2 separate regions of the Mus musculus genome follow, and region 2 is linked to region 1. The links are chromatin contacts, called in public promoter capture Hi-C maps. All regions are on one chromosome and are shown on one strand. Each heading gives the region's core, a stretch centred on a gene start, on an enhancer-like site or on the middle of the called end of the contact. The rest is flanking DNA. Distances are from core to core; before and after follow the strand shown. Region 1 overlaps Slamf1 (signaling lymphocytic activation molecule family member 1). Region 2 holds the start of Kcnj9 (potassium inwardly-rectifying channel, subfamily J, member 9).

Region 1 (7,254 bases), core at 3,004-5,503:
GATCTTCTGCAGATGGCTGAAACACACAGAATCTTGGTGTAGCGTTCTTCCATTTTGCCTTTGTTTAGTGTAGAAATAGATGGAAGGATCAATCCTTGCACAAGAACAGCACAGAGAAAGGCAAGCAGTGCAATAGGAACAAGCCTCAGGAAAGCATTTCCAGATTTGGCAACTGTGAGCAATCTGACCCAAACAACCTACAGAAGCAGCACGGTGTCCTTATGTGTCTGAGCTCCTCAGGGCTTAGCTCATGGTCAATGAATAGCACCACATGGGTGAACATTAAGTATAGGCACCTGGGGGCCTGCTACACAGATGGGAAGACTTTCTGGTAGTGACAGAGATGATCTCCAGTCTCCTAGCAGTTTGCTGGAGAACCAAGTCTGGCAAAAGCAGGTACATTCATTGATGGTGTGATGGATTCTGAACACTTTATATACATTATTGTGGTTCATCAGAACAAGCCCGTGAACTAAATAATTTTATCTTCAGTATATTGGTGATGAAACAGGCCTCAGGGGGTATGAAGGACTCTCTGAGGTACACAGTTATTAATTAGTACACATGGTGCCGAATCCCTCTGTCTGGCTTGTAATACCATCATTTAAAATGGTTTGCATTGCAAAGATAATGGTGGGAAAACACGGGTTATAAGCTCAGTGGGGTGGCATCGACCACACGAGATGCTGAAGTCTTGAGGAGAGGGCAGAATGAGAATGGGATGTTCAGGAAAGGTGACACTGAGGAAGGAAGAGTGGCCTGAGCATTGGGGCCTGAGCAGGTGTGGTGGACTGCCGAAGCATCATCAGGAAGGGGAGTAGAATGTGGAAGGGAGATGGTGAAGAGATGGGTTGGCCACCCAAAGGGCCTTGGCTCTCCCGGGCATCGGAGACTATGGCTGCTTTCCTAGTGGGACTCCCATCTCCAGAGTCTATCAGAAACCTTGAACTCTACAGTTCTTGCCTTCCCAGCTGGGCCACTGATGTCTTCTAGAATGTTATATATACTTGTTTCCTCAACGTGAAACCAGTGGGTCGTGTAAACTTAACACTATATATAGTTCCTTTAGCCAATGATTCTATTAAAAAATATCCACCAATATATCCATACCTACCTTAAACAGCAAAGGGAAAAATTAGACTTGATTACACATCTTCCAAGTTAATGGCTGGATCGCCTCTCATATCTGGCTGAAGCCAGTCCCTTATGTCATAGGAGACAGGGAACAGAGTGATTTCATCCTCCTGAGATGCAGGAAAGAAAGGCATGAGCCTTAAGTTCCCACACTGGAGCCTCAGCCTGTGCTGTTGTCTATGAATAGGTGATTAGTATGGCTGCCAGCAGGAGACCTGAGGAGGCAAGAAAGGTGGATTTGGCAGGCAAGTCTCCATGAAAGCCAGTTGTCTGTTATTTTCCAGTTTTAGAGGCATCACCTTGGTTTTTGGTCTTTTTTTTTTCTGTAAATCTCATATGAAATTCAGAAGAAATATTATTGTTGGGAATGATATAAGTGTTTGAGGTGTTTGTTCTTAAATTAGTGTTTGTTATAGACTTCCTCAAGATACATATATTAGAAGAAAGAGGAACTCAAAATAGGAAGTGATTTGCTGGACCAACACCTACGCTTTGTGCATGAAGCTCAGGCTGTGGTCTCTGCTTCTTACCTTGTACTGGGAAGCTTTCTCTGAGCATCCCTGGTACTGACAGCAATGAATCTGACCCAATTAGACTCATGGTCAGACTTTCATGCATGTACATACACAAAGAGTTCTTAGCCACCATACACTCTTCAGAGTGTCATGCAGATCACACACTGCCTTCCTCATTTTATGTGTTATATGAAGCCAACTCTCTGCTTATCCTTGGTTGTTCATTCATTCATTTATTTGTTTTCAAGGCGGGGGTGGGATGGGTCTTGCGCCACAGCCCTTGAACTTTCAGCCCTCCTATTCGAGCCTTCTGAGTGGCGGGACTGGAGGCATAAGCTGCCAGACCTAGCTTTTCTCCTTTTCTTGAGCAAGACTGTTGCCGTTGGTGTTTGGAAGGGTTAAAACATGGTTTACTTGAGGAAGAGAACTGTCACTGCATTGAGATGCCTTGTGACTAGCTATATGCAGAGCCTAGGAAGAAAAGAACTCTTTCAAGCCCAGAAGAACGCTTCTAGTAGCTTTTGGGCTGGAGCTTTTACCAGATTTCTGTCTATATTTTCATCAGTTCTCCAAATATCCAAATCATGCTTGTAATACACTTAGTTCTTCCTTTCAATTTCTGAATGGGTCCCTCAAAGATTCAACAACCAGGAAGTTTATATTTATATATATTTAGACTTCTGTGAAGGGCGTTTTTAAACCCCCATTTCCTTCACAATCAATTCTATACAGTGCCCCTACATATTAGTGTTAATGCCTGACACGGCATTTGTCTCGCTAGTACCACTGGAGATTAGTGCCATTACTTAGAAAGCTGGTACTTTGAGTGGGCTCACTGCCTGTTCTGAATCTAGGAGTCTCTCTAACTCCCAGGAAGCCTGTCTTGAATATTTGGTCATGTTTCCTCTCCTATTGCCAGCTCTAGCTCTTGACTTTCTTCATGATGTTTCCTTGCTTATAAAATGGAAATAATTCAAGTATTCACCCCTTACAATTGTTCTGATTAAATACATTACAAGATTTGCTATCAAAATCATGTGACTGTAAGTACTTACAGGTGCCCAATTTTATGTTAGTGAGCCATATATCTTGTTGAGACAAAGGCTGGTTTTACAAAGTGGTATACTTGGTTCAAAAGGATTAAGCACAGTGGCTGAAGTAGAGAGAAAGCTACAAAATTTGGCTATGTGATTTCAAACCTCAGTTAGCTTTGCTAATTTAGAATAGGGTAACAATTGCCAGGAAACATTACATGTGTTTCTTTTGGTTTGGGTCTGGTAGGTTCAACATAGTTATTTGCATTGAGAGGCAATAATAGCACTATTGTATTGATTTTTTTTTAAGAAGAAAAGCATATTTCCTCCCCCTCCCTCCGCCCCAGTTGTCTCATGGGAGTAGTTTGGGGCATAGGGACAAGTGCACGGGACCATCATATCCCTTTTACCAAAAATGGGCACATAATACATTAGAGATTTTAAAATGGAGGAGCAGGACAAGAGATTGGCTTAGGAGAGACACCAATATGCTATTTTTAGACAAGGAAAAAGAAAGCATTTTATTTAAAAACATCTTTGTGAAATTAGAAATGGGAGAGACAGGGCTAATAAGTAAAATGATGGTAAGGAGGTAGACATGGAAATCTTAATGCTTTAAAGCCATCTCTAAAGCCATGCAAACAAGCATCTCCCCAGGGAGACAGATACTGAAACAGAGGCTCCCCTCTTTTCCGGGTGGGGTGAGGCTCACTCCCTTCACTTCTGGGTGGAGTATTTTTAAACCCACAGTGCATTTGCTATTGACCTTTAACTGGTTTTTTTGTTTGTTTCTTTGTTTTTCAGAATCGAGTCCATGGATGCAATATACTCTTGTACCACTGGGGGTCGTTATAATCTTCATCCTGGTTTTCACGGCAATAATAATGATGAAAAGACAAGGTAGGCTGTCTTGTAAGAAGGGTCTTCTTACTGGGCTCAACAGTGGTAGGTGGAATAGATTTTATGCAAGCACAGACTCTTGTATACAGACAATAAGATCTTGTATGCTGTCACTCTATTCACAGGCTCAATCTTACTACTTTAGCTTTCTGGCTGGGAGCCCTGTGAAAAAGAATAAGATCCTCTTGAGATCTTGTCCAGTTCAGTGCAATTCTAGTCTCTTGAGATCCTGTACCAGCTTAAAGGAGTCGGTAGAGGAAAGAGCCACAAGTGTCTAATGTAGAAGACATTGTGCAGATAATTTAAACTCAGCACTGAAGTTTGACTTGTGCAGAAGGCTAAAGGAATCAAAACAGGAGGTACAGCACACTGAGATTTACCAGGGAACAGGATTCAGAGGACTCTTAGATCCAGCCATGAAACGTGTCCCCGGGTAGGCTAAAAGCAGCAAGACTGTGATTCTAAGTTTAAGCACTTTGTATTTCTTCCCAGTTATCCTGTGATTCACTATCTCAAGGCCATATGCCCCCTCAGCCTTACTGACTACCACCCATCTTGATCAGAGCATCCTGACTCAGAGGCCCTGGTTGGCCTTCCTTCAATAGAAGGCAGAACATGATGCTCTTCCCTTCTCGTTGCCGAGCAGATGGCTCATGTCATTCTGAAGCCCGTAAATGTCATCCACATACAGTCTTCTTAGAAAAGCCCTTACCTCAGCACCTTGATGTTGGTTTTGCTTATATAAGATGTCGATTGCAGCATAGCCACTTACCTCTATCTCATTTCCTCCAGCGAAAAGTTCGCTGAGGCGGTGGGGGCGGGGTGTGTTATTCAGATAAAAATTCTGTTGAGAGGTAAGGGTTTGGGAGTGGGTCTACTTAGCCTTAGTAGAAAACAGTGAGATAATGTTAAGGCTAAGAAAGCAGATGGAGTTTCCCCTCTAGGCCAGCTAGCGAAGCTATACTGTTTTCCAACACATTCCACACGGTGTTCTGCTCAGCACATGGCTGAACTCTAAGGGAGCAGTACTTCCCTTCCCCCCACACTCTAAAGCCCACTTCCACCCACCATCAAAACACATATCCACCTTTTTCAGGCATCATTATGCCTTGCAAACCTGTGCCAAAATCTACATTCAGTTGCTACGCCCTCCACAAAATATTGCTCAAGGGATTCTGTTGGCAATGTCTAGTGGTATCTGCTCCAAAATGCCTCCTGACTCTGAAGAGTTTTAGGTTGGTTCCCATCTCCAGGGGAATTTATGAGTTAAGAGTGTGGGCATTGGGTAGAGTGCAGTGAGACAAATCCATAGTAACAACTGCTTGCAAGTCTGAGGCAGGATGATCACTCCAACCCATGGGTTCTAGATCAGCCCTGAGCTACATAGTGAGACCCCATCCCCAAATAAGCCAATGAAAACGTGGGGCTTTGGCCTGAGACAGCATTCAAATGCACTTTGCCACCAATGAGCAGGGTAACCAAGCAAACTTCTCACCATCTGCAAAGCAAGGATATTATCCTCTTTGTGGTATTGCTGTGGTGACTGGCACAAACCAATACACAGCAGCACCATAGTGGTTTTCCTGCATGATGCATATGTATACGCATACATCTATAAACAGGCACATCTCTTGATGTGAGCAGGTAAATGTTTAAGTCTTAAGGCTAGCAGAGAACTATGCTGGAAGATTCTAGAAACAGTACTAACAGCGGGTCTAAAGTACTTGAAGCTACAGTCACATAAGACAACTTCTTAGACACACTTTTAATCCCATCACTCAGAAGGCAGAGGTAGGCAGATCTCTTGAGTTTGAAGCCAGCCTGATCTACAGAGTGCGTTCCAGAACAGGTGAGGCTACACAGAGAAACCCTGTCTCAAAAAATAAAAATTAAAAAGAAATATAAAGTCTCTCGTTTTACAACTACAGTATAACAATGCTAGTGCTACCTTTAAGGCTAAGGACTAGGGCTCAGGTCTTTTCCGTAACATCCTAAGACTTAGCTGACTTGGAGCCAAGTTGAGCTGGCTCCTGGAATTCTGTTTCAGAACTGAAAACGAGGAGGATGGAAGAAAGGGTGGGATGGAAGAGACAGAAAGAAAATCTAAATTATCTCGATTCAGTGGTCTTTTTGATCATTTGGGATTGTCCTACCAATTCTATATTTCGAGGAGAGAGCCTGCAAGGTTGAAAGTCACTAAAAACTTGAGTACAGTTTCAATTTGTACCCCTGACTGTACCTAAAGGGGACTGGACAAGTAGGTCTAACTTTGTAAACTCTAGTGGATTTAAAATGAAAGTATATCTTATAGAAATACTTTTTACCCTCCTCCTAGCCCCAACCCTTCTGAGAACCTATGATCCCTATCCTCCCATTCTTACTGTTCCATTCACTGTGTGTCTGCTAACTCTGACTCTCTCTCTCTCTCTCTCTCTCTCTCTCTCTCTCTCTCTCTCTCTCTTTCTCTGTGTCTGTCTCTATGTGGCTCTGTCTTTCTATCCTATCTGTCCCTGTCTGTCTCTTTCTGTATCTTTCTGTATGTGTCTGTCTGTCTGTCTTTCTGTTTCTTTCTATATCTCTCTGTATCTCTCTCTCTCTGTATCTCTCTCTCTCTCATACACACACACACACACACACACACACACACACACACACTATTCACTCATTCACTCATTGAGATTAGAACCATTGAGCATGCTATATCCACAGAGGAAAATCACCCACTGACTTCGCTAGAATTCCTTGAACTTCCCCAGTGACTGCCCATTGTTTCCTCACCAAGAACCACACCCGAGATCAGTTCTTCCACCACACTCACAGCACAAGACTAGGCATTTCTCTTCCAGCCTTCTTGGAGTGTACTTCTTGGAGCTATTCTCTCAGCGATAGGCTCCCAGCTTTTGAAGAGGATAAATTAATCGACTTTAGTAACTTTACTCTAAAAACGATGGCTTCTTCTGGGCTGAGCTTCCATATTCGGCCTAGATTTTGCAACAGTTCCCTGCTAGTCCTCCACAGGTCAGGCCTTCCCACATGCTCGCTAGTGCATGCTGCATGCAAGAGGAGCAGTTCACTGTTAGAAAAACTATACACAGCATGAAAAGCCAAAAAAGAGAAAAACCTATAAAATATAACCAATACTAAAACTGTACCACCCAGTATTTAAACAAATTACTATTAAGTAATAGTATCTCAGTTTCACTGTTCACACAGTTCAAGTACTCGCCTGCCACTTGTGACTATTAGCCTACGCAGAGGGACTATCGGTGTTGTCACAGAAAACACTATATTGCCCAAAGATGGACATACAGGAAGCCTTTTAATTGATTACTTCTGGGAATGAAATGGGGTTGGTTAATGAGGGAGAAGGAGTTATAAGTTATAAACTTATATGTTTCTATCCTACTTGAATCTTTATGGTGAGGAGTTTCTTTGTAACTTAAAATGAAAAATTGAAGTGTTGGCTAAGAACTAAAATGTTTAACAACTCATTAACGTACAGAGACCTCAGGCCTTGAGCTAGTTTTCTATGAGTGTAAGAGTGGCAATGCTGAGTTGTTTTCTGGACACTTCCAAGTGGATCATCTCCCTATGTCACCATCCCACACACACACAGCAAGCTCTCCAGAAATAGATAGAGCTGTGAGTGAAGACAGCTGGAGAATAAAAGC
Region 2 (7,254 bases), core at 3,454-5,953, 540 kb after region 1:
AGTAGGGATAGGTGCAAAGTGGAGGCAGAGGCAGAGGGGGAAGAGAAGGCAGATGAAAAAGTCCCTGATAGAAACCTGTCCGAGATTGTGTCAGAGAGAGGGACAGCGCAGAGACAGAGGGAGCAGTGCGGAATGGGCATGGGCTAGAACCAGCCTAGTTGGAGTGAAGGAGGAGAGGGGAGTGGGAAGACCTGAGGTGGCCATGGAGAAGATGATGTTTTTGTCTAGGCCCAGGAGCCAGGTTTCAAGGCTAGCAGCAGGGAGCTAGCCTGTCCGTAGCAGCTCCGCAGCTCCTCCTAGTGGCCTCTTGGTTCACCTGCGTCTTCCTTATGCTCCCTGACGGCTAGGACCTCTTCAAGGACCTGTTTTTGCTCCAGTACTACTAGTCTTTTTCCTACCTGCCCCCAAGCTCTTGACAGTGTAGGCCTGAGTGAAAGTACTGATGTCACCGTTCCTTCTGGAAAGGGGCTAGAAATGGCAACACCAGGGGAAGTTAAGAGTGGCAGACGGGGTAACGGGGACAGAAGGGAGACCAGTTATCCCTCCCTACCCCTAAGTTATTCCTTGGGAATAACTTAGGTCAGTTAAATTCCAGAGCTATGGACCTCTGGGCTTCAAGAACCCTGCACTTAACCTTCATCCCAACACTGTACCAGGAAACACTGAAGATAGATGTCCTATGTTCAACCCAGGCTGTGCTATTTATTGGCTTGTGACAGCGGGCTATTTATGGGACCTTTCTTTGGGGCTACTCATTCTCTGAAAACCGAGCACAGTCAAAAGTAACCTCCAGGGGAGCTTTGCTGGACTTAAATGAATTCAGAGATGTAAAATGTAGTTCAAAGTGACATAGCTGTCAGGCCAGGGCCTCAAGCTAGTGCCATTTCATAGACCTCTTCCAAGCTTTTCTTGACTCTGCAAAGTCACCCTGTCCATCCCTGTCATCTCCCGTCCTCTCCCCGGCCCCCGCTACCCCTCAGGCCTGTCACCCTACACTCCATTCTCTGTCCATCTTTCTGCGCCTCCCCTGGCTGCTTTTCTTGCCCTTGTCCTGCATCCCTGCTCCCATCCTCCAGCCTGCCCGCACCCGTGGCCTCCACCATGCCCTCGAGAATGACTACGATCTCGAAGTCGTCCCTCTCGAGGGCGCGGCGCGATGCCTCCCAGAAGGGGCTGGCGGCATCGATTTCGTGGCTGATGACGAGAGGTGAGACGAGAAAGAGGCGGTCGTCCCCCGTGTCAAAGCCCACGCTGAGGTCGGTCTGGTGCAAAGGGATGAACTCGCCCTCGAGCGTCTGACGGGAGCGGATGAGCTTGGCGCGGATGGAGGCCTCGACGATGTGCGAGGATCGCAGGTCGCCCACGCGAAACATGAGACAGAGGCGCCCGTCGCGCAGAGACACCACGGCGTGCGAGGAGAAGACGAGAGTGGCGGCGCGCTTGTTGGGCTGCGAGATCTTGACGAACATGCAGCCCACCATGAAAGCGTTCACCATGGAGCCCAGGATAGCCTGCAGCAGCAGCAGCACGATGCCCTCGGGACACTGGTCGGTGATGACCCGGTGCCCATAGCCGATGGTGGTCTCCGTCTCGATGGAGAAGAGGAAGGCGGCCACGAAGCCGTTGAGGTTGTTGACGCACGGGGTCCACGCGGTGTCCTCCAGGTGTTCCAGGTCGCCGCGGCCGTAGGCGATGAGCCACCAGATGGCGCCGAAGAAGAGCCAAGTGAGCGCGTAGGCGAGCACGAAGAAGAGCAGGCTGAGGCGCCACTGCAGGTCCACCAGCGTGGTGAACAGGTCGGTCAGGTAGCGGTAGGTCTCGCGGACGTTGCCCTGCTGCACGTTACAGCGACCGTCCTTCTCCACGTAGCGCTGGCGACCGCGGCGGCGTGGCGGCTCCTCCGACCCGGGAGAGAAAGCGGCGTTCTCCTGCGCCATGGCGGCCGCAGCGGGGATCCTGCGGGGTCTTAATAAAGGTGTGCCGAGTTGATGGATCTGCCCCGAACTCAGGGCCAATGCTGTGAGACAATCTCCCTTCCTGTCTCTTTAGCCTTAGTTTTTCCCCACTGGTGGATTGGGAACGATAATCCCTAACATCCCATAAATCTCAGAAAGTTGGGGGACAGGTGCTGGGGAGATGGCTCAAATGATTCACTGGTTGCTCTTCCAGCGGATCTTATTTCGATTCCCAGCACCCTCAAGTCGGCTCACAACCGGCTGTAACTCGCACTCTGCTGGCCTCCGAGGGTAATGCACAGACGTACATGAGGGCAAACTATTACATAAAATAAAACAATGGTTAAGAAAAAGTTGTATGGCTGGAGAGGTGGCTCAGCGGGGTTAAGAGCGCTGCCTGCACTTCCAGAGGTTCTGAGTTCAATTCCCAGCAACCACCTGGTGGCTTACAACAATCTGTAATGGGATCTTAGGCCCTCTTCTGATGTGTCTGAAGACAGCGGCAGTGTAATCATATACATTAAGTAAATAAATCTTTTAAAAAAAGAATAAAGAATTATGAGAGAGAGAGAGAGAGAGTTGTACAGATTACACAGATAAAGAGCACAAACTGGGTGTCGAAGTTCAATAAGAGGCATTAGCCATCTCGATGTCACAGATCTCAGCGTCACTACCTCAAGCTGGTGTATGTAGCAACTCACAGGCACCCCGGATCAGACATTTAGGGTACTGAAGAGGTAGACTTCTTGGCAGTTCCTTCTCCATGCAAAGCCCTCCCTGCGATGAGGACTTCCACAGCCCTTTCCCTGGCAATTATCCCTTCCCCCAGCACTCTTCAGCATCCTGCCAGAAGCCCCACCTGAAGACTGTTCCCTCGGTGTTCTCCCTGGCCTCACTCTTTCTCCTGCTACATTTCCCCTCCACCCCAGACTTCCCAAGGAGAAAGCAATGCAGACTGTGCACAAAAACCTCCAGTGTGCAAAGGTTGGATGTCCTCAGCATTGGGAACTTCCCACTGGCAATTCTAACTGCTTCACCGTGGTCACTGATGCTCTGATACCAGCCCATTTCCTGCCAGGGCTCTTTCCCACAGGAGACACGCTGAAAAGGGTTGGCAATAGGAGATTGGGGGCCATGCGTGAGGTCAACTGCCCACGGCAAGGATGACGAGTGAGGTCAACTGCCCACGGCAAGGATGAAGGAGGCGCCAAGCCATCCAGAGTTACGCTAGTCTAGTATCTCTCAGATTCGTATTCTTCTAAGAGATAAGAAATCAGACCAATCGAAACACCAAACACCCACATCGACCCCCCCTACCAATTTCCTGATTTGCATTTACTACCCTACCAGCAACCCCACCCACTCCTGCCATATGTCCCAAAGCCCACATTCCACACAAAGCCCAGATTCCAAGCAAAACCCACCTGGTTTTGCTTCAAATTCTTCCCCCCTGAGAAGCACTCTGGGTTATAATCTTCCCGGAGAGATGGATGGCCAGAGTCGGTTCCTAGGCTTTCAGGGTCCCCTAGGAGATATGGACCATATGAACAGAAGTCTGTAGAATAAGGATTAAGACTCATCAACCTTCCTTTCTCTTTCCTGGGATTTGCCATCTCCTCCCATTCAGGGTGAGGGGTGGGGCAGGAAGGCTGGGGAAGTGGGGAGAGCAGGTGGCCCTGTGGGGGCAGAAATGTGACATAAGGATCTCAGATGGTTTGGATGTTTGACCAGATCCTAGGGAGAAACTGCATGAATATATACCCACAAACCCGACATTCCATTTTTAAACTTTGGAGCCAAGTGTTCTGTAGCCAGCAGACCTTTGGAGGGTGTGTGTATGTTAAAGAAAGGCACAAGGAAAAAAACCCAAAAAGATGGTTTGTAACCCCACACACTTATTTTCCATGGAAGTCAGGAGACATGACCTGGGAACACTTCGGCAATGGCAGATTAAGATCTTCCCCTCCCCCAACAGCAAGCAGGCTTGTTTTTCCCTCTCTGCAGCCCAGGATGTCCTCTGCACCTCATCTGTAAGTTTTCAGTGCCTCGAGACCCCAGGTCTCTTTCATCCTAGTATTAACTTCAGGTGGGCTTCTAGACAGTCTTCGTAGGGTCTAAGGTGATCTGACCTCCATCTACGGCCAGGAATGGGGAAGGATTCCCAGTGTCTGATCATCCCCAGAACACGACTGCCCAGGGAGCCTACTGATGACATCCTAGCCATTGCCATCTCGAGAAAAGCTCTCTTCTTCATGGGACAGGAAAGGTGTGCGGTGTCCACCACCTGAAGAGCAACGTCTTCATTTCTTCCTCTTCCCTCCAAATAACTCCAGTTCTTCCGACCACAGTTCTTGGGCATGCTGTGACCCCTTTCAGTAAGATCCGAGCACCACATTATCTTGGAGTACTCCACCTCCCTCTAGAGAGCGCTGGCCAGTACAGGGGGCTTATCTTTTGGAAAGGGGTCTGTCGGGGAGAAGTCCCTCTGGGAGCAGCTCCACCCAAACCCCTCTTGGCTCAGAAATAGGGGCCCAAACCCCAAGTCCCACAACTCAACTCACAGAGCCTGGAGAGAAGAGTAGCCAGCAGCAGGGACCCTTGGGGGTTGGCGTCCATGTCCCTGACACCATCTCCCCCAGTACCCTAGGTTCCCTCTGAGATTGGGAGCCGCCGACACTGCTGTTTCTCCTGAATGTAACGGCAGCTCAGACTAGGACTTGGTATCTGTGTCATCCCCACTTCCCAGGTTCCCCTGCTCCTCTCTCGTTTCTATGGCAACCAGTCTGGCTACAGCTCCACAGCGTCCCCCTCCCTTTCCCAGTCCTGGGTACCACTCTGGCTAATCCACACGCCACAGCTATTTTTAGCCAAAGTCCTTCCTCCTGGACACGGAGAGTCATCTCCTCACCTCTTTATAGGGACGAAAGCAAGTGTGTGTGTGGGGGGACTGGTGTGCTCCTCATTCTGGGAAAATAGAGGCATTGGAAATAAAATATTTGATTTCAGAGGCCATCTGGGAGTTTGCAGTTCACAATCCCCAGCAGGGACCACTGGGCAAAGGTGCTGCCCTCCAGACAGCGGACAGAAGGACCAGGCCCAGCGTGACAAGGCTGCAATTTTTTTAAGAGACCTCTGATGCAGAAGGCAGCAGACAGAGAGAAAAAGGTCTGCAGAGGTAGGGGCTAGAGAAGCAGGGCCAGAGGCTCCGCCATCGTCATCACCACCACTGATATACCTGTGACCCGAAGAGGTCCCTTCACTTCTCTGAGCCATAGTGATTCTGTCTGTCTCAGAGTGTGGGCGTGGGCAAACAGCCCTCTTCTGCTGGCTTCACCTGGGATGCAGATCAAATTAGGTGATGTAAATAAAAGAGGTTTGAGATGTACTTTGCTCATAGCAAAAAGTTGAGAAAACCCTCAAATGTCCAACAGAGAGAGAGAGAAGTCTAGGCTAGCTCTTACCATCAACCCAGCAGACTTAGGGGGCTCAAACACCACATACTGGGCTAGGTAGAGGCGATTATGAAATGAACAGGTCCTTGCCCAGCAGCAGCCTATGATGCCATCAGTGGAAAGACACAGAGTTGCACAGGTCTGCTGCTACATGCTCCTACTGCTAATCCATCCAGCAGAATCTCATTTAATTTCTGTGACAATCCTGTGAGACAGTTATCCCTTTTTCTATTTATGGATGAGGAAAACAGAAAAAGTAGCCTATTGAATTCCAGAGTTGGACAGAGATTGGGGAGTCACGTGTCTTGTCACTGCCCTGGCTCTTCATTTAATGTTTTTGGGTGTTTTTTGTTTTTGTTTTTGTTTTTGTTTTTGTTTTTGTTAGGTGTTCCCCACCCCCAAGACCAGGTCTTACTGTCTAGCCCAGGTTGGCTCCACTTCCTCGGTGCTGGAAATATAGGCATGCATATTTAAAAGACTTTTTCAAAGAGTACTTTTAATTGTACAGCAAGAGAAGAGCCTGGGAAGATGGCCCAGTCAGTTAAGTGCTTGCCCTACTGATGAGGACCTGAGCTTGGGTTCTCAGCACCCGTGTAAATGCAGGATGTGGTGGCAAACACGTGGAATCCCAGCTGAGAAGGCAGAGACATGAGGATGCCCAGAGCTCACTGGCCAGTTAGCCCCAACAAACTGGTGAATTCCAGGTTTCATGAGGGACCCTGTCTGAAAAACTAAGGTGGAGAGTGATATAGGAAAACATCGACTTCAGACTTCTGTGTGTACGCACGTGTACATGCACACACATACACACAAAGATGTATACATACACACAAACACATATAAACTGAGAGAAGGCACTAAGAGTTTCCACATGCCTTCTGCCTGGCATACACAGTTTCCTCTACTCTAGACATCTCCAGTGAGAATAGTAGCTTGTTTACGACTTACAAATCTAACTTGGCACAGCATGATCACTGGTTTCTAGTTCACATTAGGACTTTCTCTCGGTGTGGTTTCTCTTGCTGTAAACCCAGAACGGCCACGAGGATGTGTATCCGCTATGATGGTGTGGCCGATACTTTCCTCTCTGCTACCCCCAGCCATCCACTCTCCCCTTAGCCTTTGGCAATCTCTGATTTTTTAAAAACCTGTTTCTGTGGTTCTGCCTTTTCCAGGATGCCATGGGGTTGGAATTATACAGTATGCAGCTCCTTGGATTGGCTTCTTCCACTTGTGCATTTAAGGTTGCTTCATGTCTTTTTTAGCTCCACAGCTCATCTCATTTTGGTACTGAATGATGGTCCACGGCCAGGAAGTACCACAATTCATTTGTCCATTGAGCCACTGAAAGTCATTTCATTTCCAGTTTTTGCCGATTCCAAATAAAGTTGCTACAAACATCTGTGTGCAGGGTTTTTATTTAGACAAGTTTTCAGCTTTTGGGGGTGCGGTAAATACCAAGGAGTATGGTTGCAATATCATATGGAAAGAGTATGTTTAGTTTTTCAGGTGACTGCCAAACTCTTCCAGAGCGACTGTACCATTTTGCAGTCTCACTGGCAACACATTCGCGTTCCTGTTGCTCGGCATCCTTGCCAGCATTTGGTACTGTCAGCTCCAAGAGCTCTGCATCACCGCAGGGATGTGGTATCTGTAGCATTCAGTATAATAGGTTACTGTGCAGCCATTGCCATTGCTATGTTATGTATGCGAGTGTGAATGTACGCAGTGCTGCTACATAAAAAGAGGAACAAAAGCCAGAGTTTCAAGACCAGCCTGGGCTGAGGAACACATCAAGTCCAAAGCCAGCTGTGGTCACATGAGAAAGTTGTCTTGGAAAGGAAGGA

Evidence for each region. Promoter capture Hi-C pulls out the DNA fragments that hold promoters and counts their contacts.
Region 2: a contact with region 1 is called in a promoter capture Hi-C map of hippocampal neurons, with 2.3 times the contacts expected there. The contact joins the promoter of Kcnj9 here to the enhancer-like site in region 1. A contact is called at or near these places in 8 of 39 promoter capture datasets (the 3T3-L1 cell line, the C10 cell line, the HPC-7 cell line and 4 more) and 1 of 115 datasets of contacts at active chromatin or transcription factors (stem cell-derived neural progenitor cells).

Annotation. Positions count from the first base shown.
Region 1 is chr1:171,784,453-171,791,706 of GRCm38.p6, forward strand. Slamf1 (signaling lymphocytic activation molecule family member 1) reads left to right here. Exons shown (of 7, transcript NM_013730.4): 4 at 3,488-3,583. Among named protein-coding and RNA genes, the nearest start is that of Slamf1, 21 kb to the left of the region's middle. Within about 2 kb of position 4,254, at least 50 of the 459 cell types and tissues checked have an H3K27ac peak or open chromatin away from gene starts, as enhancers often do. A contact at or near this core is called in hippocampal neurons, where this site is marked.
Region 2 is chr1:172,324,619-172,331,872 of GRCm38.p6, forward strand. Kcnj9 (potassium inwardly-rectifying channel, subfamily J, member 9) reads right to left here and starts at 4,704. Exons shown (of 4, transcript NM_008429.3): 1 at 4,517-4,704; 2 at 3,380-3,480; 3 at 1,088-1,965. The coding sequence starts at 1,937.